2 separate regions of the Mus musculus genome follow, and region 2 is linked to region 1. The links are chromatin contacts, called in public promoter capture Hi-C maps. All regions are on one chromosome and are shown on one strand. The core of a region is the stretch at or near the end of the contact, and the rest is flanking DNA. Distances in the headings are between cores, read along the strand shown.

The links. Promoter capture Hi-C pulls out the DNA fragments that hold promoters and counts their contacts.
Region 2: a contact with region 1 is called in a promoter capture Hi-C map of liver, with 4 times the contacts expected there. The contact joins the promoter of Tut4 here to the promoter of Tmem59 in region 1. A contact is called at or near these places in 3 of 39 promoter capture datasets (cranial neural crest, liver and pre-B cells) and 1 of 115 datasets of contacts at active chromatin or transcription factors (pancreatic cancer cells).

Annotation. Positions count from the first base shown.
Region 1 is chr4:107,175,276-107,180,235 of GRCm38.p6, forward strand. It overlaps Tmem59 (transmembrane protein 59), which reads left to right and starts at 3,355. Exons shown (of 8, transcript NM_029565.3): 1 at 3,355-3,642. The coding sequence starts at 3,454. It overlaps Tceanc2 (transcription elongation factor A (SII) N-terminal and central domain containing 2), which reads right to left and starts at 3,091. Exons shown (of 5, transcript NM_025617.2): 1 at 2,963-3,091; 2 at 2,290-2,429. The coding sequence starts at 2,388.
Region 2 is chr4:108,457,904-108,463,014 of GRCm38.p6, forward strand. It overlaps Tut4 (terminal uridylyl transferase 4), which reads left to right and starts at 1,507. Exons shown (of 31, transcript NM_175472.4): 1 at 1,507-1,736; 2 at 2,114-2,297.

The DNA of each region.
Region 1 (4,960 bases), core at 2,105-4,604:
TTCCTTCACTGCTCTCTAATGCAGGTCTGGCGAGTCTAGAAGGGCACCCAGGAAAAGAACATCTCTAGGACCTAAGCTAAGTACTCAGAACACTGCCTTACCACCACCGTTTGCAGCCCCAGATGCCCTCTCAGCCTTAGATATCTAGACTGGAGGAGCAGGGGTGTCACTTACACACAGAGTCTTGGGATGGATATAGTCACCTTGGTTAAGCACACAAAACAAGGCAGAACTCATGGATAGAGAAGCCAAGGAGGAAAAGTCAAAAGAAGCCAGAAATGCAGGAAAGGCAAAGTGACCAAAAGGACTCTCTGCAAGTTGCTCCCAGTATATCACAGTTCATTTAGCAGTCACATGACTGATGCTTTCCATTTGGGGGTGGGTGGGTGGTAACGGAGGCTGACTGGGGACCCTTCACACATGGCAAGCAGGCACTCTACTACTGAGCTACACCCTAACATAGCTCTTTCTCTTTCTCAAAAAAGTCTTGCTCTCAACCCATTATGTTCTTGAATGCTCCATCTTTCTTTTTTTTGGGGGGTGGGGGGGGTGGGGTGGTTTCGAGACTGGGTTTCTCTGTGTAGCCCTGGTTGTCCTGGAACTCACTTTGTAGACCAGGCTGGCCTCGAACTCAGAAATCCGCCCGCCTCTGCCTCCCGAGTGCTGGGATTAAAGGCGTGCACCATCATGCCCGGCACGCTCCATCTTTCTGCCTTAGCCCTCTAAGTGCAAGGCTACCGGTGTGCTTGACTGATTATTTGTAAATAGTCCTTGCCCCTTCCTAACTAGTTAAAATCAAGCTTAGTTCCCGCAAGCAAACAGCACATTTAAGTCTCTGTGGTCCAGGGTGGGCCTGTGGAGCCATGAGTCATGAAGCCCTGTGCTACAATTCTGGCCAAAACACTACATATAAGGTGTCGGACCACTATAAAGCATCACCATTCACACTGCACTAGGTCTGTCTAGAGCAGTGGCTCCCAACCTTCCTAATCCTTTAATACAGTTCCTCATGCTGGGTTGATCTCCATAAATAATAACCATAAAGTTATTTTCATTGCTACTTCATTACTGCAATTTTGCTACTGGTATGATTGTAAATACATAAATATCTGTCTTTTCCCAATAGTCTTAGGTAACCCCTGTGAAAGGGTCATTTTACCCACTGGTATATAGAATCCTACTTAAAAAATTAATATACCTGAGAAAAACTTTTCGGATGGAGAGATGATGGCTCAGGGGTGGTTGAGAGCAGGTGTTGCTGTCGGTGTTCTGAGTCTCACAGGTCATTTGGAGAAAGAGAGACACTGCAGGACATATTAAGGCCTTGCTGGCAGGAGGAGGTCCAGCCTCTGTGGACCGAACCACAAAAAGCCATGCAAAAGCAAAAACAACAGGGCTGGAGAGATGTTTTGTGAAGGAAAACATCACACCCCTGCAAGTTTAGCCTTTATAGTGTACTGTTTGCAATGCTCAATAATGCAGGATGTTCTAAGTGTCCCAGAATTGTCTTGTGACCAAAGGCTGTACAGCTCCTTCAGAAAAACAAGTCTATAGCTAACAGAAAACAATCGCTGTCAGCTTGATTTCTTAAAGGTCCAAGTACTTCTAGAACACAGCCACTCATTCTGATGTTTACCCTAGACAGAGTGAACAACAGCTATTTCATCCTAATGTTTTCCCTAGATCCAATGATTCTACTAGAATTCCTGCCACATACTGCTCTTGCAGAGGACTTTAGTTCAGTTTCCAGGACCTCAAATTTCTACTTTAGGTAGTGCACAATCACTATCACTACAGCTCCAAAGAGAGCCAAAGCCACTAGTGACCATATCCACACACAGACACAGACACACATAAGAATAAATCTTGGCCAGGAATAGTAGCACAAGCCTTTAATTCCAGCTCTTGAGAGGTTGAGGCAGGGGGATTTCTGAGTTCTAGGTCAGCTTGGTCTACAGGTGAGTTCCAGGACAGTCAGGGCTACACAGTGAAACCCTGTCTTGAAAACCAAAATAAATAAATAAAAATTCATCTTAAAAAGAAAAAACTTAACAAAGGGGGGTAGTGATCCTGTCAGCTAGCAACCATACCCTAAAGCCAGAATTGGATTAATTCAGGGTAGCAGAGGTACAGGAACTGATAAAAGTCTGTACAGGGTATGTAAGAAAGAAAAATGGTCCCTGAAGGGTGCTTAACAAAAAGTCATGATTCCCTACAATGGAACCTGTTGGCCCTATCTCTTTATGACAGTCCTGTGCACATTTTCTCTGACCCCACATTCCTTCTCACCTTCAACGACTCAATCGTGGCTTGCTTGTAAACCTTTTCTCCGAGTTTCTTCTTCGGGCTATTCTGGATCCTAGGCGTTCGAATGACGAATTTATCCATTGCTGGGGGCTCCGCCTACCTTCAGGTGCTTGAGGAGTATTCTATTCAAGAAACAGGGTGAAACTTTATTAAGGTTGAGATGTGTATTCCCAGAAGTGACACGACTGGATTTTCTAAACACGTCTGAATTATGAAGGCTTTTGGATGGTATTTACAGGAAATAAGACTTCTTCTCGAAAGAGGAAATCTCTTCTGAAACTATAATTAAGTTTACTTCCTGGGTTAAGTTCCTAAGATCCAGAGGGGCATGCTAGGGAGGGAGTTGGATTCCACTACCCGGGGTAATGGGGTGACTTCTGAAATCCTTTTCCAGTTCAGGTTGAGTTGTGATGAAGTTAGGGTTCCACTGGGCTCAGTGAACCCCTCTTTACACCCACTCCGCGGCAGCCCCAATCCTAAGAATTACTCTAAGGCCCACAACAACCATCTCCAGACCCCGGCGCAATACAGAAGCTGCTTCAGAAACCAGTGTTGTGTGTCAGAGAATCCCAACCCTTCCACGAGCAAGGCCTTGGCCCCAGCACTAGGAGGCCTGGAAAGGGCTTATCCAATCAGAGCTCGACGTGAGACCCACCGGGAAAATCAGCCTGCCTACGCTGTTTGGTCTCTTGACTCCTCGGGACCTCCACCCGGGCCGCGCGTTGTAACTATTTGTACACTTCTTCCGGGGCCCAGTTCCTCGCTGGTGACCCGCAGGAACTACACTTCCCAGAACGCACTGCGAGGCGTGCGGAAGCTGTGGTTGAGGGAAGCAACACCCCTCAGCTCGCTCCAAGCCGCCGAGAACTACTGGCCCCAGTCGGCCTGGCACGGAGAAAGGGGCAGGCGCGGCTCTGAGCCCAAGGCTGAGATGGTCGGCCGGGTCCCCAAGCCCGCCCACGAGAGGTTTTCCGTCCCAGAGACCGGCCAGGAGGCAGCCGATTGGGCGGACCGGGGCGGGGCCGAGGAGCTCTCGGAGGCGGAAGCGCGGGCCGGAGGGGCGGGGAAAGGGGCTGGCCCGGAAGAAGGAGAAAGCCTGAAAAGAAAACAGCAACAATTCGAGCTGCTGTGACAGAGGGGAACAAGATGGCGGCGCCAAAGGGGAAGCTTTGGGTCCAGGCCCAACTGGGGCTCCCGCCGCTGCTGCTGTTGACTATGGCGCTGGCCGGAGGCTCGGGGACTGCAGCGGCCGAAGCCTTTGACTCGGTCCTGGGAGACACAGCGTCCTGTCACCGGGCCTGTCAGCTGACCTACCCCTTGCACACCTACCCGAAGGTAGGCAGGGCCCATCCGTCCCGAGTTCCCCTCATCCCTCGGTGCCCCAGCTCGCGTCGTTCCACCTCGGGGTCAGCGCCGGGGCCCTAGTGGTGAAGCTGTGCTTCAGCCGCTGCCCACTCGGTGCAGCTGCAGTTTTCCTTGCTCCTGCGGAAATTGCCGGAAGTTTGTGCTGCAGGTCTCGGCGATAGGCTGGGGGTTGGGGGGGGGGACACAAATGTGCGGAATCGGCGAGCCCTTGGGAGCCCGCGGGACCGCCAGGGAGGCGATCGCTTGCTAGGGTAGATGGAGGATGAACGCGAGGTCCTGACCTAACTAGCAGCGCGGGGGTGGGGAGGATGGCGCGGACGCAGGCGTGCACAAAATAGTGCCTTCCAGTCTGGGTTGATGGCGCGCCTCTCTGGGACGAAGCGCGTTGTGTTCCCCGAGTCGGAGAAAGCTTGACAATTCCTTTGCGGTCTGAAGTGTGAAGTCAGCCTCAGTAGTTACCAGACACCGTGGAAGGGAGGACTTCCTGTCTGTGTTGAGTGTGTGTGAGACGCTGCCGCAAGGGACTGGATGCCTTTGTGAGGCGGCGGTTGGGGGGGGGGGGGTCTGTCTTCAAAAAACAATAAAGTAAAATAAACGTCACTCAGTGCAGAAGATAAGGAATCGTGGAGTGGATCAGGAAATTCTACTGTCCTACGGAAAACCTATACTGTGTAGCTAGAGGAGAGACCGATCCCTAACCCTGGTCCCTGCCCGCAGCCGCTGCCTAGCCTTTAATTCTGCCTTCTTAAGTTGTTTTCCAGTTTCTTATGAATTCTGTTTACTCAACATTCTAAATTGCTTGGTGGTTCTCCCCACTCATTTTCCATATATAATTAGGGTTTATGCCCCTCCCCACCTGGCTTTGTAAGGGCTTTCGCTGATGCGCGTGGTTTTTTTTTTTTTTTTTTTTGGCCTTGTCTTCTGTATGCTATTTGCTTAACCATTGTGGCTCTCCCTCTTTGCCTTCTAAAGGTACAAAGTGACTAGAATGGCAGTCCCAGTGACTTTAGAATGTTCCATATTGACAAGTGCTTTCCTGTCTTTGATATTAAAAAGTGTAAATTCTGTACCTTCAAGCATTTTGTCCCCCTTACCCATCTGAGGGTCATCAATTACAAGCAAAACATAAACGGCGCCACAAGATTGTACTGAGATTAGCCTTAAATTTTCTTTCTTTTGGTTTTTCGAGACAGGGTTTCTCTGTGTAGCCCTGGCTGTCCTGGAACTCACTCTGTAGACCAGGCTGGCCTCAAACTCAGAAATCCTCCTGCCTCTGCCTCCCAAGTGC
Region 2 (5,111 bases), core at 257-2,756, 1.3 Mb after region 1:
CCACCATACAAGTCGTTTATTTATTTAAACATTTTATTAATTCTTTGTGAATTTCACATCATATGCCCCCACCCCACTCTTCTCCCCATTCCTTCATATCTGTCCTCTGCTCTTCCAATCTCCCCCAAACACCACAAAGAAAGAAAGAAGGAAAAGAAACAAAAAAGCCAAAACAAAAAAATGAACATGTTATTGTGGAAGCTATAAGTCTATTTTTTATTTTTAAAGAGATCAAGGCAAAGACAGGCGGCTTTCTGAGTTCGAGGCCAGCCTGGGCTACAGAGTCTGGCTTTGACCTGGTGATCATCCTGCCCCAGCTTCCAGAATGCTGATATTACAGCTGTAATCTACCACACCTAACATTCGGTTTTCACTTTCATTTCCTCTTCTGTTCTTTACCTTATCTCTCTGAAGTTTGGACACATTTAAAAATGTTTCAGATGAGGCAACTCTGGATTTTTTATTAGTTTGATAATCGCCCCAAGCTGGAAGGGTTGACTGGCTACCCTCTATCCACAGCTCCTGGGTCTGCTGGAGTCAGAGACAGGGGGAAGGGGATTGTCAGAGCATATTTTCTCCTCTGCAAATGGAAGCCATAGTATCTATTGTCACAAGATCATTATGAAGATTAGGTGGTTAAGTGTATGAAGCCTCCTCAGCTCGATGCCTAGAAGTAAGTTGGCAATGCTTGGTCCCTTCTCACTAAGCTTGTTCAGCTTTGGGGATTCTGACGGACATATCATGTGAGAGGTGTTTAGTTCTGGGATGTAGCAGGAAGTCGATGAACTCTGCAGAGACAATTGCCTCTCTGTAGCCTCTTAGCAGCTCTGGTCTGTGAGTCACAAGAAAATTTGTCATTACCTTGTAAATATTTAAGATTCAGCTGCTTCCCTTTATAAAACCCCACGTTTAGTGCCATACACTTTTTCTGCCTAGTAAATATCCACCTCAAGGACTGCAGTTGTGTGATTTGACCAGCTCTGAGTGAAGTAGGAGACTGGTCAAATAATAATCTCGAGGCTTGAGGGCGGGGGGGGGGGGTGTCATTAAAATAAACTAACAAAGCCTTCTAGTCTTCCATGAGTGTAAATTTAAATGAGAGGAAGCTAACACATTTAAAAAAAAAAAAGGAGGAAGGAGGGAAGCCGTTCTTGGTAGTTGTTTCTATGCCCACCTGAAACTAAAGAAATGGTTTTCGAACTATTTCTCAAGATTTCTCTGCTTTGTTAGTCCTGAGGTGATGCAAAACTGGACTGGATGCAAGGGTGAAGGGGTGGGGGGCTCCCTCCTGCTAGCTGCTCGACAGTGCTCAGAAGTCAGGAATGGTCGCGGAGGATTCAAGAAATGCGTGGGCTGTCGGACAGTGACAAGCCCGAGCCTGCACATCTACGGCCTCTCCCTGGGGCACAGCTAGGCAACCTGCCCCCTTTCCCGCCCGGGGGCCTCAGGCAAGGCGCCCGCAGCCAGGGAGCCTGACGTGAGAAGCGCGACGGTGCACGCGACCCTAAGCTCGCCGGCGTCCTCGCGCCGCTTCCCGGCGTCGGCGTGCTGGACCGCAGGACCCTCTCTCTCTCTTTCTCTCTCCCTGCAGGCCCGCTCCAGCCAGCGAGCCGCGGGTAGCTCCGACCCTTTCCCTCCCTCCCTCCCTTCCTCTCTCCCTCGGGGGCCCGCCCGCCCCCAGCTCGGGCGCCGATCGGAGCCCGCGCGCGCTCGCCCGCTCTCCCTCCTCAGCGCGGGTGTGTGCGCGCCGTCCTCCCACCTCCATCCCCTCCTCATTGTTTCCGGGCGACCGCCACGAGCCCCGGAACGAAGCCCCTCCCCCCACGCCCCCCGGTCTACCCCCTCCTCCGCCGAGGTTTGACGGGTGCTTGGGGGGGATCCCCAGAATTAAAGAAGAGGGAGCCCCTGAACCCAGCTCTGGGAGGCTCTGCTCCCCGCCTCCGAGGCTATCTCCTCCCATCCCAATCGGGATCCCAGGCTGGGGAGAGCCTCCGACTCCCCTCCCCCCTCGGCCGGGCGCCACTCTCCCTCAGCCCCCTCCCCTCAGCGGGTCCTCCTCTTTCTCTCGCTCCCTCCTCCTCCCCCTCCCCGTCCCTTCCCCCCCACAATGCAGTTCGCGGCGCGGCGGACATGGCGGTGGAGTCCTGAGCTCGTCGTGTCCTGGCCTCCATCGGCGGCGGCGACGGCGGCGGCGGCGACGGCGACGGGGGCGGCAGCGGCGGCGGGAGGCGGAGGGGGAGCCGGAGCCTCTGAGATGAGGAGGCGTCGCGCGCGCCTGTAGCTCGCGGGCTTCTCAGGTACGGGGCTGCGGGCCGCCGCGCTGCGCGGGCTGCCGAGGGGGTGTGCTCGGCCGCTGAGCCCGGGGGCCCCCAGCTTGTCCCCTTCAGGTGCGGCGCCTCGCAGGTGTCCGCGCCGCCGGAGCGCGTCTCCGCCGCCCCCTCGGGGCCTGGCACTTCCTCCTGGGCTGGAACTGGCTTCTGGTGTCCCAGGGGAAAGCCGAGGGAAGGAGGGAAGTCGAGAAGGCGGCCTGGGCGGCCTGAGGAGGGCTTTGGGGGGCCGACCTTAGGGAAAGCTGGGGCGCCCGTCCGGCCACCGAAACCTGTTGTAGACGGGGTAGGAGTATCTGAGTTAACGGGATTGGTCTAGCCTTCGCTTAGATCCAGTGCGTGTTTGTCTGTATTGTGTGCCTTTCTTTCACCCTGTGTATGTGTATGTATATATACACTTGTAAACACACACACACACAGCGTGTCCTCCCCGCCATCCCCCGGGCTTGTCCTTGTCGGGAGGGAGCAGAGGTAGGTTTGTGTGGATTTCGTTTCCTGCTCACCCGCCGTCTCTGTCCCCCGCCCCCCAGTCGAGAGGTGCTGGTACTGCGCGCTTTTGACGTGGGTAACTGTGAGATTCGTATTTGTAAACAGACAGCACTTCCCCAGTGTGTCGCACGCCTTCGCAAGTGGTTTCTGATCCTTTTGATATCAGGATTACAAAAGAATGAGGTGGTTAGACCTCAAAGAAGCAGCGGGATTTCTAGTCAGTACCTGAATGGGATTAATTACTGTTATCTTAACGTTGGTTAAACATTTTAAAAAAGAAGATTATCAAACTTTAAAGCAGACGAATCTTGTACCTTGCGTGAGATTTTAGTTTTAGTATACCATGTTTCTTCATTTCGATACAAAAGTAATTCCTTAAACATTTGACGTTCTGCGATCTTTTGTAATCTTAGTGTCCAGAAATGCAATTTGAATTGTGATTTGTTGGAATGAATTTAATAATTAGCTCGCGGAGGTCATATAACCTTTTATATCTATAGATGTATCCCCTCCCCCCTCCAGAGCGTACCTTGGAGCAGGAATGTGTTTGAAGCACTTGGTGAAACAACATACTCTGTTTTGAAAGGAATAAAATAAGATAATCCCAAGTGGATTTGATTATTTAGGGAAAATGCCATTCCCAAATGTTGAATTGTGGCAAGTTTTAAATGTCGACTGCGTGTGTATGCACTTAACATTTTCTTTACTCAGAGCCCATGTGTATCCCCTCAGAAATATGGTGTACACTTACATCCTACTACAGATTAGCCACAACTTGTAAAACTATGAAATATTGTTTGATTTGGCTTTTCTTAAGATAGCTCACGAGCATACAGTGTGCTTTATGGTGCCTTTATAAACAAATTATACGGAGGGCTTAAACACCATCAATGTTGGGAAGAGAAGTTTAAGCTGTTTCTCATTTTAAAAATATTATAAACAAAAGGAAGTTACCTTAACCTCTTAGATACTGTGCTCTTTTCTTTGCATAGTTTTATTTGGCTAGTGTAGAAAATGGTTAAAAAAAAAAAGTAAAGCTTCCTTAAAAGAGTCTAAAAGTGGAAGTGAAAGTGAGTGACATGTTCATGTTTTAAGTATGGTGAACATCTAACCATAGAAAGAAAGTCTTCGTTAGCTTTGGCCAAGATGTTAGTACAGTCAATAAGGTATTGACACATATATAATAAACTTACTTCAAATTTATAAACTGTAACTTACCTAGAATTACATCTGATTTTGGTTAATTTAAGAATAGTGCTTTGCATGTTAAATTTAAGCTTTAAAATGAAATTTTATGACTGTAATTGTAAATACTTTTATAAGGCAGCACTTGGAGGTGATTTGTTTTTGTTTTTCCGAGACGGGGTTTCTCTGTAGCCCTGGCTGTCCTGGAACTCACTTTGTAGACCAGGCTGTCCTGGAACTCAGAAATCCTCCTGCCTCTGCCTCCCGAGTGCTGGGATTAAAGGCATGCGCCACCACTGCCTGGTTTAAAGGTGATTTTTTTATTTGTTCTTATAGAGTGTACATTTTTGTAAAAATAGAGAACGTTTTTTTAAGCTCAAAATTAACCTTGACATACATAAATGCTTATTATCTTGTGTTCTTTTGGGGAGGGGGAGCATTTTGAGACATGGTTTCTCTGTGTAGCTTTGGCTGTCTTGGAACTGGATCTGTAACCCTCACAGTGATCAGACTGCCTCTGCCTCCTGAGTGCTGAGATTAAAGTGGTGAGTCACCACCACTCAGCTAGATTGTGTTGTTGTTTTTTTTTTAAAGATTTATTTATTATTATATGTAAGTTCATTGTAGCTGTCTTCAGACACACCAGAAGAGAGAAGAGGGAGTCCGATTTCATTACAGATGGTTGTGAGCCACCATGTGGTTGCTGGGATTTGAACTCAGGACCTTCGGAAGAGCAGTCAGTCCTCTTAACCACTGAGTCATCTCTCCAGCCCCTAGATTGTGTTCTTTATAATCAGGATCCATGGATAGAAAACAACTGAATTTTCTGACTATGAAAAGATTTGGTTTCAGAGAAACAAGACATTCAAGACTTAACCTGCAAATGCTGATGCTCATAAGTGTTGTTTAGCACAAGTTTTAGCTTTTTATGATGGTACACGATTTAATCCCAGTGCCTGGAGGCAGAGGCAGGTAGATTTCCGTGGGTTTGAGCCAGCCGTGGAGGCATAGTGAAATCTAATTTTAGAAACAAACAAACAAACAAACAAACAAACCACTAAAGCTCACAAACAAAAAGTGAATATTTGGATGTAAAAATTGAGATGTGTT